Linked DNA regions of Mus musculus: region 1 is linked to region 2. A link is a contact called in public Hi-C data. All regions are on one chromosome and are shown on one strand. The core of a region is the stretch at or near the end of the contact, and the rest is flanking DNA. Distances in the headings are between cores, read along the strand shown. Region 1 has its middle 20 kb from the start of C230014O12Rik. Region 2 overlaps C230014O12Rik (RIKEN cDNA C230014O12 gene).

The links. A called contact is a pair of places that touch in the nucleus more often than the background predicts.
Region 1: a contact with region 2 is called in a Hi-C map of the N1E-115 cell line, with 4 times the contacts expected there. The contact joins two enhancer-like sites. A contact is called at or near these places in 2 of 484 Hi-C or Micro-C datasets (the N1E-115 cell line and large pre-B cells).

The regions. Positions count from the first base shown.
Region 1 is chr2:34,124,895-34,131,126 of GRCm38.p6, forward strand. No RefSeq gene overlaps it. Among named protein-coding and RNA genes, the nearest start is that of C230014O12Rik, 20 kb to the left of the region's middle. Within about 2 kb of position 4,702, at least 7 of the 459 cell types and tissues checked have an H3K27ac peak or open chromatin away from gene starts, as enhancers often do. A contact at or near this core is called in the N1E-115 cell line, where this site is marked.
Region 2 is chr2:34,024,348-34,030,301 of GRCm38.p6, forward strand. C230014O12Rik (RIKEN cDNA C230014O12 gene) reads right to left here. Exons shown (of 4, transcript NR_130173.1): 3 at 1,452-1,610. Among named protein-coding and RNA genes, the nearest start is that of Gm39793, 65 kb to the left of the region's middle. Within about 2 kb of position 3,199, at least 40 of the 459 cell types and tissues checked have an H3K27ac peak or open chromatin away from gene starts, as enhancers often do. A contact at or near this core is called in the N1E-115 cell line, where this site is marked.

The DNA of each region.
Region 1 (6,232 bases), core at 3,452-5,951, 100 kb after region 2:
GGGAGGGGGGACTGGCTAAATGTCCAATTTATATTACCCCTTCCAAGGCTCAGGGAACATCAGAGAAAATGGGACAGGGAGAATATAAAAGTCGGAGGGAGGGATGGAGTGATGTCTACTGGCCACATCGTGATGGTATGCTCTTGAAGTCCAGCAGCTGTGATCACAAGACGGGCTGTCAATATTACATCATGGAGGAGGGGCTTGGGAGGTTCCACTCCTCCTGAAGACCTATAAGTAGCTAATGGTTCATGTGGGGGGAGAGAGACCTTTCCACCAATGGTGTAGCCAAGGGTAAGGTGCCTATGCTCCCATTAATAACCTTACACTCATCTTCCTGTAAGTAACCCCAAAGACACTCGTGACTCACACACACACACACACACACACACACACACACACACACACACACACACACAGAGCCAAGGGGTGGGCTGTTGCCCAGTGGCAGAACACATCCCTAAAATGCACAAAGATGCCATGTTCCATCTCCAGCACTGCCAACAAGCAGTGGAATCAGGATGAGGAGATAGAAGACCCCACTGAGGGGCACCCAGCAGCGCATTTGGCACCTCTTAGGTGCACCGTGGACCCTGTCTGTCCCCACATCCCTTTCTCTTTAAGGCTACAGAGTCTTTCTTCAAACTTATCCCATGTGGACCCATCCCTCATCCTAACGACCCACACTTCCCAGCTAGGCTGTGAAACCATGAATATCTCTGAACCTTGGAGACTGGGAGCCCTAGAAAGATCTCTCTCTCTCTCTCTCTCTCTCTCTCTCTATCTCTCTCTCTCTCTCTCTCTCTCTCTCTCTCTCTCCCTCTGTGTGTTGTGTGTGTCTTTCTCTTTCTCTTTCTCTTTCTCTTTCTCTTTCTCTTTCTCTTTCTCTTTCTCTTTCTCTTTCTCTTTCTGTCTGCCCTCTCCTTTCTCCACTCCCTTTTTCTTTCTCTCCTCTCTCCCTCCTAGACTTTCTCTCCTTTCTCTGCCTCTCCTTCTCCCCTTTTCTTTCTCTCCTTGTATCTCTCTGCCCTCCTTTCATCTCCCCTTCCTACTCCCTTGCCTTTTTCTCCCTCTCTGTTCTTCCTCAGCCCCTAGCCCTCCAGCTTACATGTCAATCTCTGTTCCCCTGTGCCAAGTGGCACCTCAGGGGTGACTGAGTATTTTGCGATGCAACCACTGCGCCTTGGCCAGGCACGAACTTGCTGATGCCTTGTCTGCTCCTACGCGGCCCAATTCATGACCTAGCACCTCTCACTACCTCTGAGAGCCCACTGGGAATGAGCGAGGACCCAGACAAGTGGGCTTGATGACCTCCACCCCTAGGAGTGTAAGACCCCTCCAAAGGCCCTGGTGACAGGGGCACAGGCTCCTATCAGAGGACACTAGTACAGTGTTGGTCCTGCAACCATTCTGCAGCAACTAGACCTGTGGAGGGAAGCCCATAAAATGCCCATTAAGAGGACCAGACGGAGAAGTCAGACATATTTATTAAAGAGACTGTGTCACATCTCCTGGGCTGAAACTCAGCCACGACACCAAACATCCTAGGGGCAGAGAACTATGTAGGCACCCAGTGGTCAATAGAGGTCTCAGATTTTTCTGCCCTGCCTCTCGGTGACATCAGGTGAGTTCTGTAACGTATTCTGGGCCTCAGCTTATCTATCTGAGGAACTGGTTGATTCAAGAGGGCATTTCATGTAGAGAAACTCGCACACATAACCGTGCCAGGCAATTATTAGTCAAAGTTTTCTTGTAACAAATGCAGTCCCCAGAAGAACTACCAGGAGGCCCAGGGGTGGATTGGGGCAGGATCGGTGTTCACATTCGAGATAGCAGGGCCATGTCCCAGAGTCTAAACCAAGCCATTTTAATATGCCTGAGGAAAATCACCAAGTTAGACTGCAATGTGGCTAACAGACCCCCTGCCCAACCAGGGGAAGAGGAGGCCTCTGGAAGTGGCAGGATGGTGACAGTTATTGGGGATAAAACTGTTTCCTGTTTATGCCCTAACCCATGTACATTTAGGCTTGACTCTTTTTCTTTATGTTTTCTGTATTTTCTAATTTTCTCACAGTGTGCACATACTACCTGGGTAATAAAAAAAATCTTCAGAACTTCTAAAGGAGTCAAGTGGTAAGAGTCTGTGACCCTCCAGCCATGTGGTTCTGGACCTGGGAGTCCCAAGGAGGTGACAAGGCACCAGAGGCCCTGGTAGCACCCCTGTGGCTACAGGGAGAAGTGGACAGTGGGAACCTGGGTTCCCAGGGCCACACTGTGGAGAGGCCTGGAGGAGGAGGCTGCTGAGGGCACCAGTGTGACCAACAGACCCTCTGAGTCTTCCACGCTGCCTGACGCTCTGCCACTGTCCAAGTGTGAGACGAGAGAAGGAACTCACTCTAGATTCCACCTTTCAAACTTATCCTTCATCACCGAGTAATGGCTAATTAAGATGTCTGCCCTCTGGAAGGAACATGGTCTGGAGAGAATGAAGGGTGACCAGCAGTACCTGGGGTTGGGAGGACTGAGCCAGGTGTCGGGTTAAAACAGGTTGGTTCCCACCATTCTGTTCTATCAGGGCACTCAGACATTGATGTGGGGATGAGAGGACACCACTAGGAACACAGACTCCAGAGCCACGGGGTTTGGTGGGCACCCCACTCAGCTGTAGCACTGAGTGATTCCCCTATCTTTTTTTCCTCATCTGTCTGACGGGGATAATGAGACTAACTCCCTACTACGGTTGATGGTATCACAGTGTCCCCAATCTGTCACCTTTCCCCACGGCCACACTCTTTGATTTTATAGTGTTCCCCCACCAACAGCACAAGAAACTCCTGTCCTCAGTGGCCCAGCATTAATTAAGAGCACACACTGCTCTTGCAGAAGACCAAAACTCAGTTCTACCAACACTGGGCAACTCACAACCACCAGTAACTCCAGCTCCAAGGGGATCTTTCACCCTCTTCTGGCTCCATAGACAACTGCACTCACATACACAACCCCACACACAGATACCTGCAACACACACAAATTCAACTGCTTTAAAATAGACATTGTTCCCCCATCTTGAGTTAGACCTGTTAGGACTCACATTGGCCACAGATCAAGAAGAAAGGAGAGAAGGGAGCCAGTTTAGAGCCTGAATGTTTCTCTCGTTGGCAGGAAAATAACATTCCAGAGCCAGGGCTGGCTCCTGAAGAGGAAGGCACAGAGCCCAGTCAAACACAGACAAGATCAGCTAAGGCCCAGGCAGCTGTCAACCAAATCTGTGACAGTAGATATTCCTTGCTTTATGCAACTGACATTTGGGGTTGTTTGTTATGCAGCAATTTTATGGTGAGTGCTGACTGATACACTTTCCTAACAAGAGTTAGTGGAAGATTGTTCAGTCAGGGCCTGAACAGCCTGAACTCCCTACTGGGGCACAGCAAGAATTCACTCAAGGTCTGGCTGCTTCTGTTGCTTTTGTTGTTGTTACTCTCCTCCACTGAGTGGGGGTGGGGTGGGTAGAGGTGGGGTGGGGGAGATGGGGGTGGGGGTGGGGGTGGGTAGGTGGGACATGGGAGTCAGAAGTCAGGAGACACAAGTCCACAATGTCCCGGCATTCATCACACCTTCTAGAAACAGCTCCAAGCCACAAGGCCCAGCGTGGAAGCAGCTGCTTTTATTGCACTTTTGAAATCCATTGTAATTAGAGGGTGAACTGGCTTCTGGCTTCCCAGACACCGTGAAACCAGCCGGGTCTGGGCCCCCAGGCAGAGGCTAAGCACTTTATAATCATCATATTTCCCATGAACCTTTGCTTTCAGTTCCTTCAAATTAAGTCTCAGCCCCAAAGCCATCGATTCCTTGTCTCTGGAGAGGTGGTTAAAGTCTACCTGGCAGAGTGGAGGCTTACACCTCCCTCGCTCAGGAGGTACTTCCACTGGGGGCCTGTCCGCTGCGTTGACTGACCAGGGACCCTGAGACTTGTCTTTCCATCACTGGCCAGTGAGAGGCTGTCTCACCAGGCAGCCACAGTTAGGCTACTGGACCCAGAGTGGCAGTGAGACATGCAGAAGGGGTCCAACCACCTTTCCCAGGCCCGGCTGTGCACTGCACGTTCCCAAGGACCCTTGCTGGTGGAGATTATTATCAGTCCAGGTAAAAGAAGGTGGAGCTCATATAATCTGCTTCCTGCCCCGTCCCTCTCCACAGAGACCCCAGGGTCAACTAAGAAAACACTAATCATCCCCTTATGTGATCAGGATCCCAAGATGGAAGCCTGGTGCCCTGGCAGCCCCTGAGAGAGCCGGAGGCACAGGAGAGTGTGAGAAGGGAGCAGTTTTAGAAAGAGCTTCGGGAGTGAACTTGGTGATTGACGATAAAAACCAAACGAACCTTAAACACATGATGAGAGAGAACGAAAAGCTGGTTCTGGCAACACTGGCAGCGAAGGGCCACATCCTGAATCCTTGCAAGCTGCAGGGACTCAGGGCCCAGCAACAGGGGAAGGGAGCTCATGGAAGCTGAGAAAGCAGGAAGAAGAAGGGAGGCTGGCAGGCCAGTCTGTCCTTCTGCAAACCCCACCTTCTTATCCATGGAACCCAGTGGCCTGGCACAAACGGGCACCTGCAGGATCCTGGGACTTGCTTCCTTCTGCCTGTGAGTCTCCTGGGCACCCGATCTGAATTCACTGCTCAGACCAGCTCACCCACGCTCTCTTCCAGACCCTGCTTTTTTCTCTATTTTCTCCAGAAAATCACCGGGAGGCTCTTGGGCGATGGACCCAGGCTTCCCACAAGTGCGTTATGCCTGCTCAGAGCCTCTGTATCTGCAATCAAGAATGGAGAACTGGGAATAGCCCAGGTTCTGGGCAAGATACCCCAGGGACAGCTGGGTGGCCTCTACTCAGGGGGGAGCTGCCTGACCCAGCGGTGTCCCCTCCCTTGCTGGAACTAAACCAACCAACCAAGCAGCCACTGTGAGGGGCTCTCCAAGCTGGGGATGTGAGTGTGTTAATTAATGAATTAGCCGTTTAATTAACATAATTAGGCCTCATTATTTTCCTTGCATCTATCGTCAATTTTCCAGCAATTAAAGCGAAGGACGGTGGCGGCCTCAAGATCCAGTTGTCAAGGCTGTCTTAGCTAGGGGTAGCATGCTGAGCCCGACCCTGGGCTCCAGGTAGCAGCCGCTGAGCCTGCGCACAAGCTCACGCATGCTCAGAGGGGAGGGTCTGAGTGTAAAGATTTGCTCATTCATTCATTGAGCTCCTACAGGCTTAATGCAGACAGTTATCACCAACACACACATGGACATTGAAACAAGTTGCTAGGAGAGCTAAGGTCAGTCACTGAGAGGAAGATACTCCCCACCCCGCCGGAAAAAAACAAACAAACGCATTATCACCAAGTTTGCTGGAGGCTGGAGCTGCGTGGAGACAGCACATTCTTGGTCCTCCCAGCTTGTGGCCCAGTCAGCCCGCTCATGAGCAGTTTCTGTTTATTCTTACCGTATATGATCTGTAGTGGGGTCCTGTAGCACTCCACTGGGAACACACCTAGGCAATCTGATGACACCTAAGTCAGTGGCTTTGAGAAGCAACTCCAAACCCCGGGGACTTGTCCCTGCGACTCTCCATTTACTTGACTTGATGTCCTTGCTCAGCTATAGAGACCACTGACCTCGGGGACTTGAGCACATGAGCTGCCACCTGGCTTCCAGGGGACAGGGCTATGTTTTTCTCTGACTTGTTTTATCTGCAAATGTTCAGCCACCATTCAGTGTGCTCAGTTTCCGTTCTCTGGTTTGATCTAGGAAATTCTATTACCTCCTTTTCTAGTACTGAAACAGGCCCCTCCACAGCTACACAGACACAGACAGACAGATAGACACATACAGATACACAGACAGACAGACAGACAGACAGACACATACAGATACACACACAGAGACATACAGAGACACACACATACATATACACACACAGACATACAGACACACAGAGAGACATACAGAAACACACAGAGACACACACATACAGATACACACATATAGACAGACACAGATAAACAGACACACAGAGATACATACAGACACACACAGAGATATACAGAGTCACACAGAGACACACACATACAGACAAACACAGACACACACAGATACATAGAGAGAGACACACACAGACATACAGACACACACACACACACATAGAGAAACACACATACAGAGAAACACAGACACACACAGA
Region 2 (5,954 bases), core at 1,949-4,448:
TGTGTTAGTGTGAGTGTGTATATATGTGTGTGAGTATGTGTATGTGTGTGTGAGTGTGTGTATATGTGTGTAAATGTGTGTATGTGTGTGTGAGTGTGTGTAGTTGTGTTTCTGAGGCATGTGTAGCCCTGTGTGTGTTTGCTTACTTTTGTTTTCCTTTTGAGGCAGGGTCTCACGCAGCTCAAGCTGGCCCTGAACTCCATATGTAGCTAAGGATGACCTTGAACCTTGATTCACCTGCCTCCACCTCCCAAGTGCTGGAGTGACCGGTGTGCCCCACAAGGCCCAGCTTTTGTGGTGCTGGGCTTGGTGCACGTGCCCAAGTGTTCTCCTAGGCTCACTCACTCAGTCTGTGGATGGGAGCTATTTTAGAACAGCGTGGACAGTGGGCAACGGAACACCTCGACACCTGCATTTAAATGTCTGACCTCAGAAGCTCCTCCTGCCCTGATCAATTTCATTTATTAAGATGTTCTTAGCCGTTCTTGTCTATTTATAACTCCCAATGAACTGATGTTGCAAGAAAATACATTTGGGATTTCATTGGAACTGAATTAAATGTATGGATTAATCTTAATGGAATTGACAATTTTTAATCTTCTTTTCCACCGGCCCAGCCGGCTGTGCTTTTATGCAGTCAATTCTCATTTTCATGTGAAGTTTTAGCCTCACACATTTATGACTGAGCTTGTTGTTGGATATTTTCTGTCTTTGTGGCTATTGTGAATGTCATCTTTTCCCATCATACATTCCGGGTGATTAATGTAAGTACACAGCAAAGCCATTGATTTTTTTGAATATTTCTTTCAAGTCAGCATTTACTGAATTCCTGATTAATTGTAATAGTTCCTGCTTGTTCTTTCAAATTTCCTAGGTAAATAATCACATAATGTGATTGCCCCCTTTACTTTCTTTTGATCTTATCATATACATACATACATACATACATACATATATATGGTAATAGAATATATGTTACATACATATATATGATAATAGAATATATGTATATATTTCTTTCTGCATTAGTCAAGGCAAGCTTTCTGAGACATGAGGAGCAGTACTGAGCAACCAGTTTTCCCAGGGGAAGCAGCCCTGATAAGGGGCTCTGGGCAATTTCTGTGGTGTAAATTCTCCCATCACAGCAGGCCTTCAGTTGCTGATGGGATGTCACTAGATGTGGAATTTATAAAGAGACACGTGGCCTCAATGTGAGGTGGTCTTCAGGGAAGAACACAAAAACAAAATAACAAAAAGAAAAGTTGGAAAACACATGTGTGCACGCGCACACACACACACACACACACACACACACACACACACAGAGGACCAGTTGCAATGAGCATTACCTCTTCCACAGTAGCTCTAAGAGCGCCTGTGACACACTCCACTCTACTTGTTCAATGGGGAAGGGTGGAATAGTGGCCATTACAAAAGGATGGCAAGATCACCTGGTGCAGCTGCATTCCTCTGAGTCCTGCCTCCCTGACACTCTTCTCTCGGGCAATACAGTCAGATTTGAACTGGATTCCCAGAGTTCCGGTGTTGTTCATCTGTTCCCCAGCTGGTGGCGCTATTGATAGGTGGATGAACCCTTTAGGAGGTGGAGTCTATTTGGAGGAAGTAGGTCATTAAGGGTGAGTCTTTGAAGATGATATTGTGACCTTGCAACCCACCCTCCACCCCCCACCCCCCATCCCCTCAGCGCTTGCTGGCCCCCATGAAGTGAGCAGCCTCCTCTATCATAGAGACTTGGCACGATATCCTGCTCCACCTCAGACTAAAGCAATGGACGCCAGCCAGCCACGGGCTGAACTGTGTCCAAATTAAACTTTGCATCTTTTCAATTGTTTTCCTTGGGGTATGTGTCCAGGAGGTGAAGAGGTCACAAACACTCGGACAGCTTCTGTGCTCCTCAACCCCTCCCTCTCTTTTCCCGGGACTGCTGAAGTCACAGCTCCTCCAATTGGGCTTCATCCTGCCTCCTTTTGGAGGGTAAGAGGTAGTAGAACTTTCTCCTGGCCCACCCAACCATACCAAGTCCAAACTGGAGCCCCTGTCCTGTCCTGGTGGCTCTCATCAACACGCTCTTTGCCTACAGATCGAGCAAATAGCGGTTCATGAGGTTCAGGTATCCGTTTCTCCCTACTGTACCCCAGGGCCAGAATTCCCAGGGGAATGGCCTCCCTGATGGCCCTGTTCTCTCAGTAAATACCTTTGCCCACTGCTTAGAAGATCTAGTGTCTTCTACCCCTTCATCAACTGTGCCTTTCATGGTCACCAACAGTGTTGCTCAGACACGTGACCCTGTTCTTCTGAGTCCCAGAAGCGTTGACTCCACCCTCCTCTTGAGACACTCCAGTGTAGTGACTTTCCTTCACCATCTCTGCGACTCCATTTCTGCCTTCCGTCTCCACCCTCTCAGCGTCCTTCAAGATGCCCCTCCCCTACTTTCCCAGTGACCCACCCCTCTTCCTGGCCAGCTAACCACGCATGGCACGTGTTCAGCTCACCGTCGTACTCTCTCCTTTAACCATGTTAGCTAACCTTAAGTATGTCCGAAGCTCCTTTTTCTAATCTGTGAAGTAGGGTAACTGCTAGCTGCATGCTAACACTAACCTGGGGGTACATGCCCCCTGGGTAGGGCACAAAGGGGGCACCCGATGAACCTGACCCCTGGTGGTAGGTTTTATTATCATCCTTCTTGGTCATCTGGAGGGAGAAGGCTACACGAAGGAGGTAAAGCCATCACACGCCACACAGTCTGTGGGACCTGTTGAAGCCCTCCCCACAATGTGGAAGGGGAGATTTCTGAGCTCAGACAGGGACTGTGGGGAGGAGTCAGGGATTCGGGGGGAGGAGTCTACTCTCCAGCAATGCGCAAACTCTGTGCTCTTCTTGTTCCTCTGTCACCAGGGCCTATATTAAGATCATCAAATGTCAGCACAGACGCTTTAACTGCTAATGTGAGTGTGAAAGACAGGTGGATTGCAGGTGTGCTGGTGGGAAGAGAGAAGTCAGGAGGTAGAAAAAGCAAGGAGGGGGCAGAGGGTGAAGGTAGAGAAGCCGGCTTCAGTTCCGTGGGAGCCACAAGATGTGTGTTGCGCGGCAGACAACAGACCTGTAGAGACAGGATCAGTCTGTGGGCTGCTGGCTCCAGGGGCAGCCTGGATAGGCTGGGCTGTGGGTACAGCTCTGGCTCTATGAGACTGCAGGGAGTCTGGGCTTCACACCCCTGCAGCGACTCTCACTTAATGAGTGAAAGGCAGTAGGGTAAAGAGCCCCCCTCTGGAAAACAGACTGTCTGCAAAGGCGGCTGTCAAAGCGAGGCCCCGTTGCTAAGGGAACCGCCTGGGAAGTCAAGAGATGAAGTCACCCCACCTCTCCAGCAAGCTTGAGGTTCAGAAGGGGCCTGGCATTCCAATCCATGTCTGCACTGGTGCCTCTCTGGCCAGGCTTCCGAACCTAGGCGGGGCTGAGATCTTGCCTTCCATGACTGCCCACGCCTGGCTAGTCATTAGTCCAATGGTTGACCAAAGAAACTTGGCTAAGCACTAAGAGGCACAGAGGCTCAGGAGAGCCTGCAGGAGGTCAGTCTGGTACCAAAGGGGCCACAGCACCCCAGGGACTCAGGACTTTAATTAAATCCAGAGGGAAGCAGCTCTAAGCTGACGTGAGGATGGAACCCTTAGGATAGGCAAGAAAACTACTGTCTTAGATGCTTTACTACCATGACCAAGCCAACTTGGGGAGGAAAGGGTTTACTTAGGGTCTGCCTCCACATCATACATCACTGATGGGAGTCAAGACAGGAACTCAAACAGGGCTGGAACCTGGAGACAGGAGCTAATTGCAGAGACCATGGGCAGACGATGCTTACTGGCTTGCTTAGCCCGTTTTCTTCTAGAACCCAGGATCACCAGCCCAGGAATGGCACCACCCACAATGAGCTGGGCCTTCCCCACCGCACCCCATCCCCCATCAATCACTAATTAAGAAGGGTTTATTTAGCTTATGCTCCACATTACTGACTACAGGTTTGCCTACATCCTAACCTCATGGAGGCATTTTCTCAATTGAGGCTCCTTCCTTTCCAATGTCTCTAGCTTGTGCCAAAGTAACGAACCAGCTGGTTTAATAAAACTAGCCAGAACAAGCACTAAAGTTTGAACACAGCCAGCCTCAGTGGGGGAGCCTTGAAACTTACAGAGGTGGCTTCTCTCCAGAGAGTCTGACATCTGCGGGGAGCAATCCAGGACAGCGTGGTCTTTCATCCCTACACTCATGGCTATGCTCATGGTCCACCAAGTCTGAGGACCCCTGGGCATGGCCCTGTCTAGACATCCCAAAGACCTACTTACTCGTTTTGTTACTATATGAATATTTTTATAAAGGAAAGCAGAAGACTTGCTTAGTCTCCGGTGGAGGCCATGTTGGCATTATACCCCCAATCAGGTCTTGGGAAGATCTATTGAAAAGAAGGAGCCTTGGCATTGGGGCCAAGCAGAACAGACAGCAAAGGCAAATCCTTGCTGCCATGCCCTCCCCAGGTAACCTGGGGGCAGTTCCTCACAGTCCTTATGCCTGAGGGTCAGTGTGAACATAGGGAGTAGATGTGGGGGCGTCTAGAGACGGTGCACACACAGCTGTGCATGACAACAAGACTCAGTAGTGATGATATCATGATCTTGAATTCCCGCCTCTCAGAGGATGACCCAGTCCTTTCCTGACACAGGTGCCAGCTTTCAACTCCCTTGGCATGTACCCCTTGCCCTTTGAGTGAGTCACAAACAACTTCCTCTCAAGACATGCTGAGTGGCTGGCACAGAGATGGCCAACCTGCCCTTCCTCCAGGAAGCTTCCAGTCTTAAGACTGGGGGTAGAAAACACTAGCAATGCAGACGCCAGGCTAGCAATGCAGGCACCAGGCTAGCAATGCAGACGCCAGGCTAGCAATGCAGGTGCCAGGCTAGCAATGCAGGCACCAGGCTAGCAATGCAGGTGCCAGGCTAGCAATGCAGGTGCCAGGCTAGCAATGCAGGTGCCAGGCTAGCAATGCAGGCACCAGGGTCATGATGCTCACAATGGAGCCTCCCAGCTCCCTGCTGCTTTGTCCCTGGCCCTGGCCCTCAAACACGCTGTTCCCTGTCCTACCAGCTCTTGGAAAGCAATATTGGAAACCAAATTCATGGGCTAAGACTGGACTCTGGCATTAGTCAGATGGGCACCATTCCAGTCCACACTCACGGGCCTGGAAGTGGGAGATGCACCTCACCTCGGTCTCGCAGCTGAGAACACGGGGCACACTGAAGCTCTGGCACGCAGCTAAGATGTGCCCCACCTGCACTGCACCTGAGAATTTGTGTCATAATTACTCCTTGTTCTCCTTGGCTCATGATGGAGCCAGTTCCTCTGCACTCAGGAAAAGGTGAAAACCAGAACGGGCCTGTGATCTAGGCAGAGAGTGAGATTGCTTGCCTGTGCTTTAGCTGAGATCTTATTAGCCTGGGCTCTAGCTGAAATCTTGCCAGCCTGTGTTCTAGCAGGGATCTTGCTAGCCTGTGCTCTGGCTGAGAGATCTTGTTAGTCATCTCTTCCTTGGCACCATGTCTAGAGCCCCGTGGGATGTTGCTGAGCTGGGGAAGTCACCTAGAGTCCTAAGCATGTGCTCACCTATGGGAGCAGCTGGGGAAAGCCAGAGAATCACAGGGGCCAGCTCAGAAGCTGGAACCACCATAAAGTGACAAGCTCTGGGCTCTGCGGCCCAAAAGAGGTCCAGTGAAGTCCTTAAGGAGAGAGAGCGGTAGCTGCCGTACCAGGATCCCACCTGTGTAACCAGGGGTTCTGGGTAGTCCCAGGTAGCTCTTCTGGGTAGTCTGACGACCAGAATGTGCCCAACTGGGATCCAGATAGGGACTGTAACATGAGCTGACTATGAGTTAGGTCACCATCAA